2 separate regions of the Ovis aries genome follow, and region 1 is linked to region 2. Evidence: chromatin contacts called from public Hi-C data. All regions are on one chromosome and are shown on one strand. Each heading gives the region's core, a stretch centred on a gene start, on an enhancer-like site or on the middle of the called end of the contact. The rest is flanking DNA. Distances are from core to core; before and after follow the strand shown. Region 1 has its middle 36 kb from the start of FBRSL1. Region 2 overlaps FBRSL1 (fibrosin like 1).

The links. A called contact is a pair of places that touch in the nucleus more often than the background predicts.
Region 1: a contact with region 2 is called in a Hi-C map of blood, with 2.2 times the contacts expected there. The contact joins two enhancer-like sites. A contact is called at or near these places in 10 of 16 Hi-C or Micro-C datasets (blood, hypothalamus, liver and 4 more).

Annotation. Positions count from the first base shown.
Region 1 is chr17:44,781,437-44,786,042 of ARS-UI_Ramb_v3.0, forward strand. No RefSeq gene overlaps it. Among named protein-coding and RNA genes, the nearest start is that of FBRSL1, 36 kb to the left of the region's middle. Within about 2 kb of position 3,270, at least 12 of the 54 cell types and tissues checked have an H3K27ac peak or open chromatin away from gene starts, as enhancers often do.
Region 2 is chr17:44,720,528-44,724,987 of ARS-UI_Ramb_v3.0, forward strand. The region is part of intron 2 of FBRSL1 (fibrosin like 1); the gene reads right to left. Among named protein-coding and RNA genes, the nearest start is that of FBRSL1, 25 kb to the right of the region's middle. Within about 2 kb of position 2,309, at least 5 of the 54 cell types and tissues checked have an H3K27ac peak or open chromatin away from gene starts, as enhancers often do.

The DNA.
Region 1 (4,606 bases), core at 2,020-4,519, 62 kb after region 2:
TAAAGTTTCTTTTTCTTTTCCTAAATTCGTATTTATTTATTTAGTTTTGGCTGTGCTAGGTCTCCATCACTGCGTGTGGGCTTTCTCTAGTTGTGGTTACCGGAGGCTACTCTTCATTGCGGAGTGTGGACTTCTCATTGTGGTGGCTGCTCTTGTTGCAGGCTTCCCTGGTGGCTCAGATGGTAAAGAATCTGCCTGCAATCCAGGAGACCTGGGTTTGATCCCTGGGTCGGGAAGATCCCCGGATGGGTATGGTAACCCACTCCAGCCTGGAGTATCCCAAGAACAGAGGAGTCTGCTGGACTACACCCCATGGGGTTGCAAAGAATTGGATGCAACTAAGCATGCACGCATGCTCTTGTTGCAGAGCCCTTAGTGGGCTCTAGGCGCGCAGGCTCAGTAGTTGTGGCCCTCTGGCTTAGTTATTCCGTAGCATGTGGGATCTTCCCAGACCATGGATCAAACCTGTGTCCCCTGCAATGGCAGGCAGATTCTCAGCTACTGGACCACCAGGGAAGTCCTCCCACATGTTTTGAACAAGGGGCCTTGGTGTTTAATTTGTACCCTGGGCCCCACAGATTGGGTAGCCAGCCCACGAGTGCCGTGCCTCTGCATGGACAGTTGTTCACCATCTGCTCCACACTGCTGGAACGGAAGCTACCCAAGGGTGGGAACTTTCCGAAGCCCCAGATAGCAGATGGGTGCTCCATTTGTGGAGGTACCAGTATTTTGGGTGTTGGCAATAGTCGGTGCTGCTCTGTTTGGGGTGGGGTGGATAATGCTGTGGGTGTTGGTGACAGTGATGGTGGTGAGGCAGTGGGGATGTCTGCTTGGTTTGGAGGAAAAGGACTCACAGGAACATCCCTCATCTCTGGCTCTTGTGTGTCTAGGCTCAGGGCTCTTTCCAGGCAGTGGTGGAGCCCTGCTGGGTTTCTGCTTGTATCATCCAGGCTACCAGCTGGAAACAGAATTCAAAGAAAACTTGTAAATAGATGACTTACAGACATGCGGGCAAGGCAGAGCAGTGCTGAGGAGCCGGAACTGGCCGGAATGGGAGGCTTCACCTCCAAAGTAAGTGCAGTGAGCCCTGGGGACTGGGAGGGGACGCCCTCCTGGCTGGCCGGCTGGAGCAGAAGCCAGTGGACGGGGGGCCTGGCAGGTGCAGCTGTCAAGGTGTCTCCCCCTTGGCAAGGTGGCTGAGGACGGAGGATGGACTGGGCAGTAGGGTGGGTCCCACACTGACTGGTCACACAGCACCCAGCCCAGGGAGGACCATTCCTGCATCCCTGCACCTTTGTGGGGAAAACGTGGAGCAAATTTGGGGATGGTGCTCTCGGCAAGTGCTCTTGAGCCCCAGTCACAGCGCTGGGTTCCCAGCCACCTTTGGGTGCACATGGGTCATGATGTGGAAAGAAAGCAAGTAGAGGGGTCCCCATGGTCTCAAGCTCTTCTTCTGGAAGCCCCCCCAGCCGATGCCCTACTATTCTGGAGCTGAGCCCCCACCTCAGACCTCAGGGAAGGCCTGTCCGGCCCAGACCTGGGGTCTCATGATGCCCATGTCCCGTGCTGAGGATGGTTGATCAGCAGCGATCAAGAAACAGCGTTAAGGCACCAACAACTCCTTTGTTTTTGTTGTTTTTCAATAAACAACCCTCCATCCCCACCGCAGCCCTCCTGTTTGGTTTCACAGCAGCCTTCTGACTCAGCCTACCCGGCCTGCAGGCACTGCTCTGTCCCACCTCCCCAGCTCTAGGCTGCTGCTGCTGCTGCTGCTAAGTTGCTTCAGTCGTGTCTGACTCTGCGCGACCTCAGAGACGGCAGCCCACCAGGCTCCTCCGTCCCTGGGACTCTCCAGGCAAGAGTATTGGAGTGAGGTGCCATTGCCTAGGCTAGACCTGTCTCAAATGCCGCAAATTCCTCTTACTGGTGACCTAACCCCATTCTCGCAGTGGCAGCATTAAGACCTCAGGTTCCTCCAAGGGAAGCTTGTAATGGGGACTGTTCAGGCAGTGAATAGGGCTGCTGTTCCCTCTATCCGGGGCTGGGGCGGGACTCGGGCCCTGGAGGAGGAAACAGGCTGGACCAGCAGGGACTCGGGCCGCTGGCAGGGCAGCAAGCCCTTCAGAAGTTGCTCTCAGATGCACGTGCTCCATTCCTCCAGGGGGTTTTCGGTTTCCTCTTTCTCTGTACCTACCTCACTTCTCCTCTAGCCTGGGCCTGAGCTAGAGAGACAGATGCCGGGAGCTTGGGGGACCTCTGCAGGGGGACCAGTGAGCTCTCACCTGGTGCTGGCCTCTGGGACCACCTCCCCACCCCTATCTATGCACCCACTGGAGAAACACCTGTCCTGGGAGGGCAGCGCAGGAGAGGAGAGGCTGTGTCCAGATCACTCCCAACACCAGCCCTCCGATGGCAACACAGGACAGACTCCCCACCTCGGAAGACCCGCCCCTGGCAGGTGCAACTTCTTCTGCCCACCCCCTCGCATTAACGCTGTTCCATCCTGCACATCCCACGAGCACACACGTGGGTATGGAGAGGACACACGCAAATCCACACGTGTACTTCAAATGTAGAAACTGCCAAGGTAAACATGAGCACACCTGCACACACATACTCACAAGACTCTCACATACACACACACACTCAAACACACACTCTCACACAAGCACACATGGATATACACACTCTCACACACACACCCAAGCACATGCAAACACCCCCTCACATACATACACCCACACACACTCACGCCTACCCGGGCCCAGCTGCAACTCAGACATAGACGTCCACACATATTTCCAGACGCTCACAAACACATGGGTGCCCGGACTCAGACTCACATGCCTGACTCCAGCCCTGCATGCGCAAACAGTAGCAAATGCACGTGCCTCATGGGCCTCCGTGTCCATAAGAGGAGGCAGACATGTATGAACCTGCAGACACACCTGTATCTCCTTGTGCACGTGTGCTCCTGTGGGCCCATGTGCTGTGTCCACATGTGTGTCCACGCGGCATGCACATGTGCTCACAGACAGGCTGGAGGACACAGCCTGGGCACATAGCAGGGCCTGGCTCCAAGGCTTCTGGGGGGTCTTTGTCTCCCCTTGGATTGAACAACCCTGCTTCTGTTCTGGAAGGTGGGGGTGGGGAGAGAGGCTGGCTCCTCGCTTAAACGCCTTTGGCAAAACTCCCGAAGGCAGGGAGGAAGCAAAGGCTTGAAGGCCACGCTTTGGAGGAGAAGGCCCGGAACAGCTGCAGCCCAGCCCTGCCCCGGGCTCCACTTGGCAACATCTCTCCGCAGTGGTGAACAGCCTCAGAGCTGCCGGCTCTGGAAAGGCAGGTGGTGGCTGCTGGGCTGCAAATGCAAATCCCCTACCTCCACCAGGCAACGCAGGAAGCAGAGCCTGGGGGGTGATGTGGGATCTCAGGGCCGTGCCCACGCCTTGGCTGAGCTTTCCAGCTGGGGACCTGGGCTCGGCACAGGGCAGCTGGGGAGAGCGGCCGGCAGCAGTGTGTGCCTGGGCCGGGGTGGGGGCGGGGCCGGGAGTGGTCTTCTCCTCTCCACGCCTATGCCCGTGGTGCCAGCACTCAATGCCAACTCTCGCGAGAACAGCCCTATCCGCCAAGGAGCAGACGCTCGCTAGAAGGTTCCATCCCAGGAATCCCGTTAGGAGCCAGTGGGCCTGCAGCAAGTGGGATTTCATTTTATTATTACTTTAAAGTGAACATTTTCACCCAGCTGGAATCCAGGGGCAGATCCGGGTGCTTGGCAAGTAACAGTGAAGACTTTCTGCCTTTGTCCAAGGGGGGCGGGGACAAGCCTTTCAAGCCTTTGTCTGCTGTGATGTCACCACAAACCAGGCCACTGGAAATAAGGGCAGTTTATCCTCTCGCACTGCCTGCCAATGCAGGAGATGTAAGAGGCAGGTTTGATCCCTGGGTCGGGAAGATCACCTGGAGGTGGGCATGGCAACCGACCCCAGTATTCTTGCCTGGAGGAGCTCATGGACAGAGGAGCCTGACCGGCTATGATCCATAGGGTTGCAGAGTTGGACACAGCTGAAGTGACTTAGCATGCACACACGCACAGATGTGGAAACGTGCACAGAGGTACTAAGTGACTTGTCCAAGGTCCCTGAGGGAGCAGACACTTTTCAACTCCCTGCTGTTGAGTAGCAAACCACCTAAACTTAGCGGCACACAACTACAACAGCACTGATTTTTAAATTGTGTGTGCGTTTGTGAATCTGCGGTTTGGGCAAGTCTTGTTGGGCAAGGCTGGTCACTGCTCACTTGGCAGGAGCTGGGGCTGAGGTCATCTCCCAGGTTTGGCCTCGCTATGTTGCTTGGGCTTCCTCACAGAGTGGCGGCTGGTGTCAGGAGCAAGCATCCAGAGCGCAGACAGAAAACCAGGTGGAGACTCTGGCTCTTGACAACCGAGCCTCAGAAGGCTGAAGCATCCTTTCTGACCGCTCTTCTCACTGAGGCAGCCACAGGGGCCCATCCAGTTTCAAAGGGAGGGGACGAGGCTCCACCATCGGTGCGTGGCAGGTTGCAAGGTTCTGGAAGCACATGGGGGATAGAAAATATTGGGTTGGCCATT
Region 2 (4,460 bases), core at 1,059-3,558:
ACTCATGAGAGGGCTGGTGGGCAGGTGAAATGCTGGGGTGTGCAAGGAAGGCCAGGGCCCCCCTCCCCACCCAACGAGGCCACCTGCCCGGCCTCTCCTTTGCATGCTCGCAGCGCACCGCTCCAGGTCAGTGTGGACCATGGTACCCCAAGTGCAGCACTGCAGACCAGCGTCCCCCGACCGACAGCAGCACCTGCTGGTGAAGTGTGGTACTGCAGCCGCCACGTGACCGGAGGGCTAGAGGGAGGGTTCTCAGGGCTGTGAGTCCGGTGGAGGCTCCAAAAGGATGGAGTCCACTGTAAGGAGACTCCCGCTTCTCTCAGGAGTCCTTTCCGATGCTCCTTCCACTCCCGCGACAATCAGGCCGGGTGAGGCTCCTCAGGCTCCCACAGCCCCAGGTGTCCCTGAGTGAAGCAGGGTCACTGGATGGCAAGTGCCCAGTAGGCAGGGGCTGTCCTTTGTCCCCACTACCTGGCAGGGGCCTGGCACAATAATGAAGGGTCCCACAGCCAGCACAGGGTCAGGAAGCAGGCTGCTGCCCTCGGAGGCTGGCCCTCCGCTCCCACTGTTTCACATCCTTCCCCCGGGATTCGGCCGGGTGGACAGCTAAGTGAGTGAAGCATGGAGACGCACAACAGATTGTACAGAAGATGCTGGCTGTGTTGAGGCCACAACCCAAAGAGACACACGGCCAGCAGGCTCTGGGGACACGAGCGGTACGTGAGCAAGTGCCACGTGAGTGACATGACACCCTGGCTGTGCCTGAGTGTGGGCCCTCTGGCTGAGGGGCAGGGGCGGTGCACCAGGTCCTGCCCCCTCGGTCAAGCCAGTGGACTCTGGGCTCAGAGCAGGGTCCCCTGGGCTCCACCTGGCCTCTACTCTCTAGCTGAGCCACTCAGCTTGCGCCACTGCTGTCCCCACCTGTCCAGCTGAGTCAAGCCACAAGCACCTCCCTGCACCTGCCCAGGCCCCCTCCAGTGCGAGCTTTGAAAAACATACCTCAGCTCAAGTCGCTGTGCAGCCTAAACCCCACAGCGGCCCCTCTGCGAGTGAGTGGTGGCCACACTTGCCCAGGCCCCACGCCACCCCCACCCCGGGGTTCTGGTCAGCTCACTCCTTGTCAGCTGTCCCTGGGCCTCAAGCTGGGTCACCTCCTGGGTGAGGCCTCCCCGATCTGATGGTCTAAAGCAGCCCCATTTCCGTTTCCAGGCAGGTCTGCTGTCACCCCAAATCCCCCCGCCACTCATGTCACGTCTGGAATTCCAGCAGGTGTCTCAGTCATCGAGCCCAGACAGGGACCAACAACAAAGCCCGAAGAAGTATACACCGAATGGGCTATGCCCTCGGCATCCACTCCCCTCTACCCTTCTCCCAACAGGGCTCCCCAGCAAGTCCCCCACGTTAGGTTTCTGTGAGGGCCACATCTGGAGTGGGGGTCGGCTGCGCCAAAGCCAGGCAATGGCCAAACACTCTGCCCATGGGTCCTGCCGGGATGGCTGCCCCCAAGGGGACCAGGTGAGCCCGCCAAGGAGGCCGAAGACGAGACTCGCCTGTCCAGGCTGTGCCCAGGAAGCGGGAGAAACCATTCTATGAGAGATAATGATAAAGCAGTGACTGCGGTAACAACGGCATATGTGCCTATCTAGCAGGAACTGCGCACATCAACTCAGCTTCTCATCTCTACGACCTGGGACGTGTGCATGCAGTATGGACAGCTCCACTTTACAGATGAGGAAATAGGCCCAGAAAGGAGGAGCACTTGCCTGGGGCCAGCACAGAGCCAACGAGGACCTCACGATGAGGTGGGGTGAGGATGCAGTGTCCCAGGGAAGCCCACCTCGGCCGCCCCCTAAGCTGCAGCCCAGGCCTCAGAAGAGGGGAAAGTGGGAGAAACCGTCTGTGTTAATGGGAGCCAGGCACTGTAGCGGTTAGCTAGGACCCAGCGTGGTTTGAACTTTAACTGACCCACACAAAACTCTGAGGAAGTGCCACTGTCCCACTGTACAGATGAGAAAATTGAGGCACTGAGGGGCAGTCACCTGCTCAAGGCCACACAGCTGGCAGGTGCCAGAGCTCATTCCCCACCACGACATTCATCCTCCAGAGGGCGAGGGAATATTCTGGAAGGACTCTACCAAGCCCAGTGTGAAAAATTGCGATTAGAAAACCCCTACACTGGCAAATATAGACCTGGCAGACCGATGTGATGGTGAAGAGCACAGACAGGCTGTGTAGATTGCATCCAGAACTCTGCCCCGCTCTGTCTCACTCCCTGTGTTGACTAAGCTTCCGGGGCCCAGCCCTCTGCCAGGTTCGCAGTTACCAGGCCTGCTCGGGGGTGCAGAGAAGAAACGGGCAATCCCCACACCACAGAGGGGTGAGCCCAAGAGAGGGGCATGGGAGCAGGGGAGGGGTGGAAAGCAGGCAGGTCGGGGAGGAGGGAGAACTCAGACCACAAAGGCCCCTGTGGGGCATGTCTAGGAACCCAGACTTCCTGAGGGTGGAGGGGAACTTCCAGGGTGCTTTCAGCAAGGGAAGGGCATGCTCAAATGGGCCTTTAGAGGGACCTCACCACCTGCAGATGGGCAGGAAAACTGAAGCTGGCTGTCTTCCAGGGAAAGGTCAGGGTCAAGGGCACAGATTCTGGAGTTGAGCCACCTGGTTTGAACCCTGGCTCCATCACTTTCCCTGCTTGTCTCAGACAAGTTACTCAGATGCTTTTTTTCTTTGGTTTCCATATCCTCCTCTGAAAAATGGTACTAGCAATATTCTGCCTCACAGGTGTGGTCACTGGAGACAGTGCCTGGGCCGGCTGTGAAAGGTCAGCTTTTCTTTGCTGGTAAGAGGTGGTGGGCTAGCAGTGAGTGGTAGACAAGGACATCCAGTTACAAAGTCAGACACATGACTATTCAGATCATCTATTTAATCTCAGGGCTTCCCTGGTGGCTCAGTGGTAGAGAGTATGACAAGGCTGTATATTGTCTCTCTGCTTTTTCAACTTCTATGCAGAGTACATCATGCGAAATGCCAGGCTTGATGAATCACAAGCTGGAATGAAGATCACTGGGAGAAATATCAACAACCTCAGATATGCAGATGATACCAGTCTAATGGCAGAAAGTGAAGAGGAACTAAAGAATCTCTTGATGAAAGCAAAAGAGGAGAGTGGCTTGAAACTCAATGTTCAAAAAACTAAGATAATGGCATCCGGTCCCATCACTTCATGGCAAATAGAACAGAAAAAAGTAGAAGCAGAGATTTTATTTTCTTGGGCTCCAAAATCACTGTGGATGGTGACTGCAGCCATGAAATTTTAAGACGCTTGCTCCTTGGAAGGAAAGCTATGACAGACCTAGACCATGTACTAAAAAGCAGAGACATCACTTTGTCAACAAAGGTCCATATAATCAAAGCTACGGTTTTCCAGCAGTCATGTGTGGATGTGAGAGCTGTAACACAAGGCTGAGCACTGAAAACTGAGGTGCTGGAAAAGACTCTTTGAGAGTCCCTTGGATAGCAAGGAGATCAAACCAGTCAATCCTAAAGGAAATCAACCCTGAATATTCATTGGAAGGATTGATGCTGAAGCTCCAATACTTTGACCCGCTAATGTGAAGTGCTGACTCAGGGGAAAAGACCCTGATGCTGGGAAAGACTGAAGGCAGGAGGAGGGGGATGGCAGAGGATGAGACGGTTAGACAGCATCACTGACTCAATGGACATGAATCTGAGCAAACTCTGGGAGATAGTGTAGGACAGAGGAGCCTGGTGGGCTACAGTTCATGGGGTCGTAAAGAGTTGGACACAACTCAATGAGGGAACGACGGGAACTTTCATCTTAAGTCAGTTTTGCTAAGTTGTATTTCTCAAAAACTTTGTTCATCTCAGCTAAGTTGTTCAATTACTGGGATAAAATTGTTTATGCCCCATTCTTTCAATGTCTGTAGCACCTGCAGTGGTATTCCCATTTTAGTTCCTAATGTTGGTAATCTGTGTTCCTTTTCACTTGATCAATCTAAGTACAGGGGAGTTCTCAATTTCGTTGATGCTTTCCAGGAAAGTTTTCGATTTTGTTCACTTCCCCTATCGCTTGCTTTCTTGCTCATTGATTACGCTCTCATTCAGATTCCTCCCTTTCTTCCATATGACTCTCTGCTCTTGTAGGTTCTTCATGTCACTCATCTTGAACTCATCTTTTCCAACATGAGCACCGAGGCTAGCGGTCTCTCTGAACACTGCTTTGGCTGTACCCTATTAGGTGCATTCTGTATGATGAATTCTTATTTCCACTTTAATTTTCTAATGAAATCCTGTTCAGAAGGAGAGTTAGGAAGTGGAAGCAAAGGGCTGGCCTGGGGGAAGTGAGCAGTGGAAGATGGCTCCCCGTTCCTGGCCCGATCCCCGGGGCAGAAGCCAAGCTCCCCACTGAAGTGAAGGAAGGTTTGGAGCTGTGTTCTGGC